Linked DNA regions of Rattus norvegicus: region 1 is linked to region 2. The links are chromatin contacts, called in public Hi-C maps. All regions are on one chromosome and are shown on one strand. Each heading gives the region's core, a stretch centred on a gene start, on an enhancer-like site or on the middle of the called end of the contact. The rest is flanking DNA. Distances are from core to core; before and after follow the strand shown.

The links. A called contact is a pair of places that touch in the nucleus more often than the background predicts.
Region 1: a Hi-C map of kidney shows a contact between it and region 2, with 6 times the contacts expected there. The contact joins the promoter of Hoxa9 here to the promoter of Hnrnpa2b1 in region 2. A contact is called at or near these places in 2 of 12 Hi-C or Micro-C datasets (Schwann cells and kidney).

Annotation. Positions count from the first base shown.
Region 1 is chr4:82,652,546-82,658,704 of GRCr8, reverse strand. It overlaps Hoxa9 (homeobox A9), which reads left to right and starts at 1,657. Exons shown (of 2, transcript NM_001401868.1): 1 at 1,657-2,309; 2 at 3,461-4,858. The coding sequence starts at 1,733. The coding sequence ends at 3,699.
Region 2 is chr4:81,871,994-81,877,539 of GRCr8, reverse strand. It overlaps Hnrnpa2b1 (heterogeneous nuclear ribonucleoprotein A2/B1), which reads left to right and starts at 1,654. Exons shown (of 12, transcript NM_001104613.2): 1 at 1,654-1,864; 2 at 4,075-4,110; 3 at 4,208-4,318; 4 at 4,465-4,611; 5 at 4,791-5,001; 6 at 5,105-5,206; 7 at 5,292-5,372. The coding sequence starts at 1,859. It overlaps Cbx3 (chromobox 3), which reads right to left and starts at 861. Exons shown (of 6, transcript NM_001008313.2): 1 at 822-861.

The DNA of each region.
Region 1 (6,159 bases), core at 408-2,907, 780 kb before region 2:
TTGGAGGGCACAGAATCCACACGTGAATTTAATTACACAGCTCCTAGGAGTTTGATGCTTTGTGTTCCAGATTGGGATGGGGCCACCATCCCTCCCATTAGCAACAGTGACTGTGGCCTTTTCACTTTTTTCCTCATCCCCCAAAATTCTAAGGGTGAAAAACAACATCCTCCATTTGTCCAAAGGATGAGATTAAAGTCAATGTCCAGTGCTCCTCCTGGGTTCCTCTGTAGCACTGGACTTGAGCTGCAGTCCTCTAGTGTTGGCTCTTGGATCTCTGTTGTTCTGTTTCATGGATAACCAAGGCAGGGTTGCTGGAGATAGAGAGGGGAAAAGAAAAAGAAAAGGGAGAGGGAAGGACGGAAAGAAGGGAAAAGGGAATGGAAGGGAAGCAAAAGGAAGGAAGGGAGAGAAGTGGGGTGGGAGAGGAATGAGAAGAAAGAACAGAGGAGGGAAGGATCCCAGGGAGGTTCATACAGGGCCCAGAGATGGCCATTTTAAGTGCCCGTGCTCCTCTTTTAGGAGAGGCGAGCCCTCAGCAAGACGAACTCCTCTGGTACTGATAGTGACTAGGCATATGGATGATGGAGCTTAGAACCGGCTGGATAGGGAAGAAAATTCGTGGAGCATTTTGTGCTCAAAGATGTGGGCCGTGGCGCTTGTGACACAGCAGGGCGTTTGTGACACAAACCTTAGAGGGTAGCTGGCAGTCCTCTCCTTGGCAGTTCCTCTGTGGAGCCTTCCCTTGTGGAGCAAGGGTGATCTGGGTGCTGTGCAAGCGCCTGGCTGGCTTTCCAATCTAACTAGGGTCAGTAGCGCATTTTAGGTTGGTGGTATCATCGATGGTGCATCGCGACAAGGGCGGTGGTCACACTGTTTGAGGTGGAGAGAGCCTTGTATTTGACTTTTCGAGGCCGGCCTGGGGCCGGGGCCTGGAGGGGGTGCGGGAGGGGGCTCACATCTCTGAGGACTGCAAGAATTATTTACAGGGCGCTCACCAACCAAACACAACAGTCTAATTTAACCTTTCCAAGTCCCCATAAATTTTTACAGGGAGCCGCAGCGAGGCAAACGAATCTGTTGGTCGTTCCTGACTTTCCACCAGCCTGTGTGGCTTCCGAAACAATAACTCCTTATGAAATATCATAAATATAGATTTAAATACAGTGGAGTGAGAATGCGATTTGGCTGCTTTTTTATGGCTTCAATTATTGTCTAATTTTATGTGAGGGGCTCTGCTGGCCGTGCTCGCACGCGGGACCCGCGCCTTCCTGATGGCGTGATTAATTGTGATATAAAATAGTCCGCTTAAGAAGTGTGTGTGTCTGGTATGTGTGTGTGTGTGTGTGTTTGTGTGTGTGTGTGTGTGTAGAGGGGGTGGCAAGGAAGAGTACCGAGGCAAGGCCAGATTTGATCTTTTAATCTTCGTTGGCCACAATTAAAACAAACCAGATCGTGGAGCTGCGCGATCCCTTTGCATAAAAACATATGGCTTTTGCTATAAAAATTATGACTGCAAAACACCGGGCCATTAATAGCGTGCGGAGTGATTTACGCGTTATTGTTCTGCTGGGCGGACACGTGACGCGCGTGGCCAATGGGGGCGCGGGCGCCGGCAACTTATTAGGTGACTGTACTTCACCCCCCCTGGTGCCACCAAGTTGTTACATGAAATCTGCAGTTTCATAATTTCGGCGGGTCGGGCTGGGCCGGCCAGGCGCGGGCTACTGCGATGGCTACCACCGGGGCCCTGGGCAACTACTATGTGGACTCCTTCCTGCTAGGCGCTGACGCTGCGGACGAGCTGGGTGCGGGACGCTACGCTCCAGGGGCCCTGGGCCAACCCCAAAGGCAGGCGGCAGCGCTGGCCGAACACCCCGACTTCAGCCCTTGCAGCTTCCAGTCCAAGGCGGCGGTGTTCGGTGCCTCGTGGAACCCAGTGCACGCGGCAGGCGCCAATGCGGTGCCTGCTGCGGTGTATCACCACCACCACCACCCCTACGTGCACCCCCAGGCGCCCGTGGCGGCGGCGGCGCCGGACGGCAGGTACATGCGCTCCTGGCTGGAGCCCACGCCGGGTGCGCTCTCCTTCGCGGGCTTACCCTCCAGCCGGCCTTATGGCATTAAACCTGAACCGCTGTCGGCCAGAAGGGGTGACTGTCCCACGCTTGACACTCACACTTTGTCCCTGACTGACTATGCTTGTGGTTCTCCTCCAGTTGATAGAGAAAAACAACCCAGCGAAGGCGCCTTCTCCGAAAACAATGCCGAGAATGAGAGCGGTGGAGACAAGCCCCCCATCGATCCCAGTAAGTGTCTCCTTCCTGCAAATCGGCCGCTGCCTCCACGCAGGCCACCAGGATCTACCAGCGCATCAGCTTTCTCTCGAGCCTGCCTTCGTTCTCGATGGGTGCCTCTGAATCTAGGGCCCGAGAACCAGAAGTTGGTGTTTGGAACACCTCTGATAGGGGCCCCAAGTCCAGAGAACCGTGTGGATCAGGCCGGGCCAGCTAGGGGAAAGGGAGGAGGATACTGCAGTACGAGGGGGCGGGGCGGGCGAGCGAGTGGAGCCGAGACCCGCCGCCCCTCTCCTAAGCTGCCCAGGCCTAGGACAGACAGACTTTGGGCGGTTCTTCGAAAGCAGCGCAGAGAAGTCTTTTGTGCGGCTAGATTGTGCACGAACTGTGGCAGCGACGTCAGCCGGGCAATCTGACCCGGGACGCTTGGGGAGACCTCCGATTCCCTCCATTTCTTGCTTTCGGCCGGTGGCGGCGGAAATCCTGCCCAAGATGAGGCTACGGGCTTTGGAACCACGAGGGTCCCTTTGCCAGATTTATTCAAATAAAGTGGAGCCCTGATCAAAGGCCCTGGGGCATCCTGCCTCCCGCGTAGTTCCCACGGCCTTCCGGGAAGGTCAAATAAAGAGTGGGGGCAGTTGCGAGGAAGCTGGGGAAAGGGGGGGAGGGGAGAGAGAGAGAGAGAGAGAGAGAGAGAGAGAGAGAGAGAGAGAGAGAGAGAGATTAATCTTGCCACAAGAACTCAGGATAGCTTGCTCTTTACTGGCAAAAGAAAGAAAGAAAGAAAGAAAGAAAGAAAGAAAGAAAGAAAGAAAGAAAGAAAGAAAGAAAGAAAGAAAGGAAGGAAGGAAGGAAGGAAGAAAAAGAAAAAGAAAAAGAAAGAAAAAATGGTTTCCAAATTTCACCCTTTCACAATATGCAGACTGTGGAAAGAAGAAGAGGAGGAGACAGGAGAGGCGAAAGGAGGGTGGGGATGGTAGGGGGAACTGAGACTTTCCCGGCGCTGTTGTGACCCTCCGTGGGTCTGTCTGCTAGGGCTTCATTGTGTTTTCTCTAACCAATTCAGCCGCATCCTGCACTTCGACCAGAGACCCCCAAGAGGCTCCTTCAGACCCACCCGGGACCCTTCTCCTTCTAAACCCCGTGTCTCTCTCCCTCCACAGATAACCCGGCCGCCAACTGGCTACATGCTCGCTCCACTCGGAAGAAGCGGTGTCCCTACACAAAACACCAGACGCTGGAACTGGAGAAAGAATTTCTGTTCAACATGTACCTCACACGGGACCGCAGGTACGAAGTGGCCCGGCTACTCAACCTCACCGAAAGGCAGGTCAAGATCTGGTTCCAGAACCGCAGGATGAAAATGAAGAAGATCAACAAGGACCGAGCAAAAGACGAGTGAGCCTTTGGGGGGCTCGTTTAAAAAAAAAGAGAGCAAGCTAGAAAGAAAAAGAAAGGACTGTCTGTCTCCCTTTCTCTCCCCTCTCCCAAACCCAGCCTCCACCACCCGCACAAAGGGGCTCTAAATCCCAGGCCTCATGTCTCCCTGGCAGTCCCTGCTCAGGCTGGGTCCTAGGCCTTCGGCTTTAATGGAGGAGGTATTGTAAGCTTTCCGTTTTCTAGAAGGCACACACACAAGGGAGGGCATTAGCGCTGTTGTCTGTATGTGCTAGCTTGTATATATATATATTTAAAAAAAATCTACCTGCTTCCGACTTTAAGCAAAAGGAAAGAAAACTACCTTTTTATATAATGCACAACTGTTGATGACTGGCTGTATAGTTTTTAGTCTCTGTAGCTAATTTAATTTGCTCTTCGTGTGGCAGAGCATTCTGCCAAAATACTTGAACACTGTGTTTTATTGTGGTAATTATGTTTTGTGACTCAAACTTCTGTGCTGGGTGAAGTGCCCATTGTGATTGTGGATGCTAGAATTCAATTTGAACTCAGGTTGTTTATGGGGGAAGAGAAGCTGTCGCATAGAGTATAGCTCTGTAGTGGGATACGTCTTCTGTGTAACTAGACTGTTAACCTACAACTGTAAACTAGCTGTAAGGATTTCCCAGTGAAATCAAACTTGGAAAGAAAAGGGAGGTAGTTCTCCAGGATGCATAGATTCCTGATTTATCTGCTTTTGAAATGTGGGTTTTTTTTTCCATCTTTACACGTTCTAGATTCCAGTTTTGTCCAATGTATATAGGATCTCCACATTAAAGAAATATCCATGATCAGAAAGCTTGAAGATTGTTTTTGCACCAGAGGAGAAGTGAGGAAATTCGGAGCTATACACATGTGCAGAGGGTTACTACCTATGGTTTATGCTTAATTTTAATTAGGGGAAAGTGAGTGCTTACTGTAATGGAGTTAATTTTATTGATAATAAATTATACACCATGAAAACGCTATTGGGCTACTGTAGATTTGTATCCTTGGTGAATTTGGGGTTTCCATCGGACTGAACATACACTGTATATTTTGCAATAGTTACCTCAAGGCCTACTGACCAAATTGTTGTGTCAAGATATTTAACTTTTGCCAAATAAAATATATTGATTCTTTTACGTTGTGCGGGTCTGCTTTTTGTACCATCTTTTTTCTGGATATGTTTTCCGGGGAGGGCTGAGGTGAGGCGGGAGGAAAGCCGTAATTCTGTCTCTAACTGGAACCAGCCATAGACGGGCCAGGCCTAAGCACTCCGGATTCAGCCCGGAGACGCTCGGTAGGAAGCAGGAGCAGCGGAAAGCGGGGAAGATCAACGGTGGAGGTGTTGTAGCAAATAGACTCGGGTCTATTAGACATCAGAGAAGTATCTGGGGTGCTGCACAAAAGAGCTGGGCCTCACTGGCCAGCAAGGTGGAAAGCCCGTCCACTCTTTCATTTTTGGTGCCTCAAAAATTTGACCAAACCTGGACTCACAAAAAAAAAAAAAAAAGAGCTGAAGCCTTTGGAAGTAGGGTGGTAGAGTTGAGGGCTGCAAGACAAGGAGCTGAGGGCTCGTTCCCTGCTAAGAAGGCTCTGAGGAGACAAGCGGGAGCCACACGTGGGCAATAAGGTGACTCCTTCAAATATTCAGGGGTTTTCAGAGAGTAGAAAATCTGTACCCTTGTGCCTCACTCCGTCCTGCCAACCTTGCTGGGGACGGGTTGGGGGTAGGGATCAGCATCCTACACTGCAAAGCCACCTCCGGAGCTTAAGTCTCCCACAGAAGCAGGCCTTAGCAACCGACAAGCCCCGAAGCGCCATAAAAGAAAATGAGGGCTGTTACCCTTTATGGGGTGTAAAGGGCTGCGTAGGGGGACCGGCTCCAAGGCTTCCGAGGCCCAAGCGCCTTCCAGATGTAGCCAGAGGATTTTTGCCTCGCCTCACACACCCCCAACTCTTTTTCTTCTCACCCCCCATCTCTCTGTAATGTTGACTGTCTTCTAACACGGGGAAAGGGAGACCAGGGTGCGGGTGGATGGGGCTTCTACATAGCCCCCACCCCCAATGCGCCGCCAGGTTGGCACGCCCTCTGTTGTTGCAGACAGAAAGGACTTCAAAGCCTATGCAGTAAGGGTGTGCCATAAAGGAAGGTCTGCGAACTGTCTGGAATTCGGCTCTTAATGAGTTTACAACTGTCCAGCTCCAATTAGGGTATCCCACCAAAACCCTTTCATTTGTTTGCTCTGTCTGCCGCCGATAAAGAGACTGCGGAAACAGCCTTCTTTTATGGGTATTGCCCCCTCTGCAGCGTAGGTTCCTGGCTCCCCAAGAATCCGCAGGGACAGGGCCCTCGCTCCGCCCATGTGAGTGGAACGCTGGTGGGGGTCACAGGCGTTGCCGAAGTTCACGCGGGCCAGAGCAGCTGCGGCTGCAGTGTTAA
Region 2 (5,546 bases), core at 405-2,904:
TTATTATTTACCTTTTGTCGGTTAATAACCATACAACTTTTTTTTCTTTAGATTTCTAAATACTCCAAGGAGCTCATATAATTCCATCCTTATTTTTTCAGAAGCCCTCCCTCTTCAATCACGATGTAAAAGGAACACATTAAGATGTCTCAGTCCTATTTCCTAGCCTTTTTCTTTCTCCGGGTGTGTGTGTGGGGGGGCGGCGACGGTAATCACTATCTCTAGTCCAGATTGGCAATCCTCCTGCCTCAAGTACTGTTCTGATAAGAACCGAAGAAATCGACCTCCTTCACGCCCGTTCTCCTTCGAGGAGGGCCCCTTCCGAGCTCCATTCCCGCGTCGAGAGACCAAGCTGGGTAGCCCGTCCCCCATTCGAGAGAGCGGGCCTCGTGGTCAGCGCCTCCGCGGGGAGAAACAAAGGCGGCGGCGGCGGGGGCTCAAGGGCACTGCGCCACGGGCCCGCGCCTCCCCCATCCGGCGGCGGCGGCCACGTAGCCGGGAGCGCGCCGAAGCCCGGGGCCTCAGGCCTCGCAGCTGCAGAGCCTGCACTGCTCTCCCTGTGGGCCCGCGGCGAGGCTGGGGGAGGGGAGGGCCGCGCTTTGTCTGGAGTCAAGGCAGCTGTCATCCGGCTCCCACCCTCGTGCACGATTGTACCATCTCCCCATTCACCAGAGCGGCGCCTCAGCAAGGCCCGAGCCAGCCTCCCCCCTGCCCGCGGCCCACGGCGGAGCTTGGGGCCCGCAGGCTCCCCGCAAGCTCGGGCGCACAGAGCATCCTAACCCCCACCACGCGCAAGATAGAAAGCAAGCCTCGGACTTCACCGCTCAGATGCTCAGGGCCGCGGATCCTGCAGAGTCTCCCGCCTGCGCGCTTCAGCTCAGCCACATCCGAGGGGAGGGGGCGCGGGCAGCTCCGCTGGGGGGGAGGGGGAGGCACCGCCCACGCCCTGGCCGCGCGGGGCCCGCCGGGAACGCGTCCTGCGGGGGGCGGCGCGCGCGCCGCTCACCGTTCGCTGCGTGGCGCCCGGGGGTCTCCCGAGGGTGGGGGAAGGCAGGCAGGACGGCGGAGGCTTCTCAGTCTCAAAGCGCGCCAAAGCAGGGCTCCGCCCACCTCACCCGGAGCTCGAGGGCCGGGGAGCTCAACAGCCGGGTTCTTTAAGCACCACCTCTTACTGGGCGCGGGCTCCCAAGGCTTTTGGCATTGGGGATTGTACTTGGACTACAAGTCCTTCTGGGAGGGACCGAGTGAGGAGCCCCCTTGGGACAGGTAGAACTATTTGTGTGGCTCGAAAACCCGGAGACAGGATTGGCAAAGGCGTAGCTGCAGAGGGGGCGCTTTGGTGGAGAGGGCCGCACGCCAGAGCTCCAGCCTAAGCCCCTCCCGACGGCGTTAATTTCAAACTGCGCGACCGTTTCTCGGCTCCCTACGCGGAGGTGGGGGCCGGACCTAGTTCCGGACGTAGTAACACGCTGAGCACGAGCCTTCCGCAATTCACTGAAGCCAGTTGCGCAAGTCATGTAAACCAGTCCCGCTATACCTAAAGGGGGAGGAGCACGTACTTGGCGTAAGGAGAGTGTAGGCCCTTCCCGCCATTGGCGGCGGTTAGGACGTTTGCGTAACGGCCTGACGTAAGCGGAGACGCGTTAGTGGGGGAAGGTTCTAGAAAAGCGGCGGTCTCGGCTCCAGCGGCAGTAGCAGCGGCGCCGGTCCCGTGTGCAGGTGCTCCGTGCGGCGCAGTTTCTTGGCCATCGGCTGCTCTCACCACAGCGTCAGGACGAGTCCCGTGCGTGTCCGTCCGCGGAGGTCTTTCTCTTCTCGCTCGGCTGCGGGAAATCGAGCTGAAGCGACTGAGTCCGCGATGGAGGTAACGGGTTTGAAATCAATGAGTTATTAGAAAGGGCATGGTGAGGCCGGAGGCACCGCAATGGAAACCGGACACCCGCCTCCGTGGTCCGGCAGAGGGAATACGGCCACTCGAGTGGCCGTTGGCCTTGGCGAGTTTCTGAGGCGTCGTTGTCGGAGGCCCGATTGTCCGAGCGCCTTCCCCGCCCTCAGCCGCCGGGCGCCATTTCCCTTTGCTGGGGTGGGGGATGGGACGTGGCCGCCGCGACGCGGCTGGACCGCTAAAGGAGCGCAGGAGAGGGCCATCGCTTTCTCTTCTCGATGTGCGCGGCCTAAGGATCCGGTTATGTTCGTGGCGGAACGTTTCGGGGGCCCCCTGGTCCCCGGAGTGATTCTGCGAAGCTTCCCCTCCCCCCTCCCGGGAACCGGATTTGGCGTCCGCCATTTTCCCATCTCCTTCCTCGCTGCGATTTTGCTTTCAACACTTTGGGTTACTAGTTTGCTTTTCTCTTTTTCGTCTGCGTAGACATGCCTAGGGATTTTTCCATCGTTTTGTGATGATTTCATAGCGTTTCGAGGTGGATTTAAGTGTTTTGGGCTTGGATCTTAAAGAGTCCTGCGCACATCGCTAAAGGCTGCCTTCCCCTCGATGAAATGGCGCCATTGCGTTCTGAAGCCACATAGAAGAGCGGGGTGGGGGTGGCGGCGGCGCTGGAACAGGCCAAAGATAACGTAGTACAACCAAACCCTGGGCGGGTAGTTAGTTGAAGGCTGCCTTGCTGCAAAGGAACGTTTTATTTTTTTCCTAGTTAGTGTAAGATTGCGAGTGGCGGGGTGAGCCGCTTGAACAGTAGTAGGAAAATCAAAGTGGAAAATCGGAGCGCTCATCTTAGACCCTAGGGAGTTTACGCTATCTTGAGCGGAGGGTGATTTTTATTTTATTGCAGGATACTTTTATCACCCGAAAGGATCCTCCTGTATGGAATTATTCGTATTATGAGCATTTTTTTTAAGGAAATCTTAGTGTTTGTTGGTAAAATAAACGGATCCTTAACACGTGGCCACAATTAGGAAGTGAAATAACTGACTTTTCGTAGCCTTCACTCAGCATGGCTCAGCGAACAATAATCCATGTGCTAGCTCTATAAAGCTTACTTCGAGATCACAATATATTTGAACTTGGTCATTCGATTTTTTTATTTTTGTTTGTAATCATGATGGATCGTTACATTGATAAGCTTTTAAGTTTGAGTTGTAAGGGGTCTACTTGGTTATTTTCTTTGACGCCAAGCACATTTAAAAAAATAACCTTGTTTATAATCGATAGTGGACGTCTGGTAAGTTTGGAAAAATCTACGAGGTAAGTAATGAGCTTTTGCTTTTTGTTAGTGATATGAAAACTGCGTGTATTTAATACTCGTGATTTAGATTAAGGAAAACGTATTTACTGACATTTTTGTAGAATTGTCTCAAAACTCCATTTGGAAACCGATTGAAATGTAGTTATTTGACTATTTAAAAAAACAATTTTGTTCATTTCTATTAAAATTTAGAACACAAAAATGTAGTAAACATTGGCTTTTTAAGCATATTTTAGAGAAATTAATAGATTTGGGCTGAACAATACGGAATTTTTTGTGATTTTTTTTTTTTTTGCTTTTTCATTTTTTTGTGCAATCATAATAGGTTCTGGAGAGTATGTCCTAGTTTGTTAACATCTTGGTTTTTGATGATAACAAGACAAAAATCACAGATTTAAGGTGATACATCTGGAGTCTCAGAGTTCTTCATGGAGCTTGTTTCAGAGTTGCAGGATTTTTTCTCTTGAGGTAGTCAAAATTTACACCAGAGGGGGCAGTATAAGGAAAAGCAAATATGCCACTTTGCCGAAACTCAGTCTTGGAAGTGTTTGGAAGTGGTGGTTTTAGAAACATTAGTGAGGGCCTTTTTTTTTTTTTTATTTAAAAATAATTTACTCTGTGCTTGGGTTGTAGGATTTAATGAATTTCAAAAGAATTCTTTAATACCCTTTAAATGACTTCAGAGTTGGGCATGGTTTTTCTGAAAAAAAATTTTTTTTTGTGAAGAAAAATTTATGTGAATTAAAAGTTAGACCAAGTGTTAGTGACTTTGAAACTTGTATAGCTCAGCTCAGACAATTTTTGGTGTAACACAACTAATGCAGTTTAACATATGGTTTAAATTTGATGTAAGTTTTTTTTTTCCCCCCAGAAAACTTTAGAAACTGTTCCTTTGGAGAGGAAAAAGGTACTCTGCCAGCAGGTCACCTCATATTTAAGAATTTAATTTCCTGCATACAAAGAGAAAATGTAAATAAAAATTGAAATGGTGTTTTCCTTTGCAGAGAGAAAAGGAACAGTTCCGTAAGCTCTTTATTGGTGGCTTAAGCTTTGAAACCACAGAAGAAAGTTTGAGAAACTACTACGAGCAATGGGGAAAGCTCACAGACTGTGTGGTACGTTAACTCTGAAAGTCTGGTTTGATTTGTTTTTTGTTTTTTTTTTTTTTTGAGTGAATAGTATATGGAATAAAATCAGTGTTAAAACATTCTACTTGATATTTTTAGTTCCTAATACGATGAATTATCTTCTGAATTTAAAGGTTATGCGGGATCCTGCAAGCAAAAGATCAAGAGGATTTGGCTTTGTAACTTTCTCATCTATGGCTGAGGTTGATGCTGCCATGGCTGCAAGGCCTCATTCCATTGATGGCAGGGTGGTTGAGCCAAAACGTGCTGTGGCAAGAGAGGTAAGGAAAACCTAAGCACATTGATCTCATTTCTTTTTATACTGTGCATTTTTTGTACATGTTTCTCAATACAAACCTCTTTAAACCTATTGTAACATCTGGAGAATTTGTCTTAAGATGGACATGTAAGATGTAGTCAAGGTTTTTTCTGTCAGAATTTAACTTTGTATTTATTGTAGGAGTCTGGGAAACCAGGAGCCCATGTGACTGTGAAGAAACTGTTCGTTGGTGGAATTAAGGAAGATACTGAGGAGCATCACCTTAGAGATTACTTTGAAGAATATGGAAAAATTGATACTATTGAAATAATTACTGATAGGCAGTCTGGAAAAAAAAGAGGCTTTGGCTTTGTTACCTTTGATGACCATGATCCTGTGGATAAGATTGTCTGTAAGTGTCTAGGCACGTGAGGTGTGGTTGTATAAAAAAAATACTGGGTACATTCACTAAAAATTGCTTAGTTGGCATTAACAAATTATTGTTTTTATTCCAGTGCAGAAATATCACACCATAAATGGTCACAATGCAGAAGTTAGAAAGGCATTGTCTAGACAAGAAATGCAGGAAGTCCAAAGTTCTAGGAGTGGAAGAGGAGGTAACTATTTGTGTATATGTGTGTGTGTGTGTGTATGTGATTATTTGTCTGCATTATTGCTACTAATCAGAATATAATGTCCTAGGAAACTTTGGTTTTGGAGATTCTCGAGGTGGCGGTGGCAATTTTGGACCAGGACCAGGAAGCAACTTTAGGGGGGGTTCTGGTAAGTTTCTATTTGGAGAGCTTTTGAAGGGTGTGATATACTTGCTTTATGAATAGAAGGGCTTCAGTGAGATAAACTCAATAGAATTTGCCTTCGGCATGAAGTGTATAGTGTAGAGGAAGAGAGGAGAGGAGAGACCCTGTACTCTGACACAGTGAAAATGTCCTTTGACCA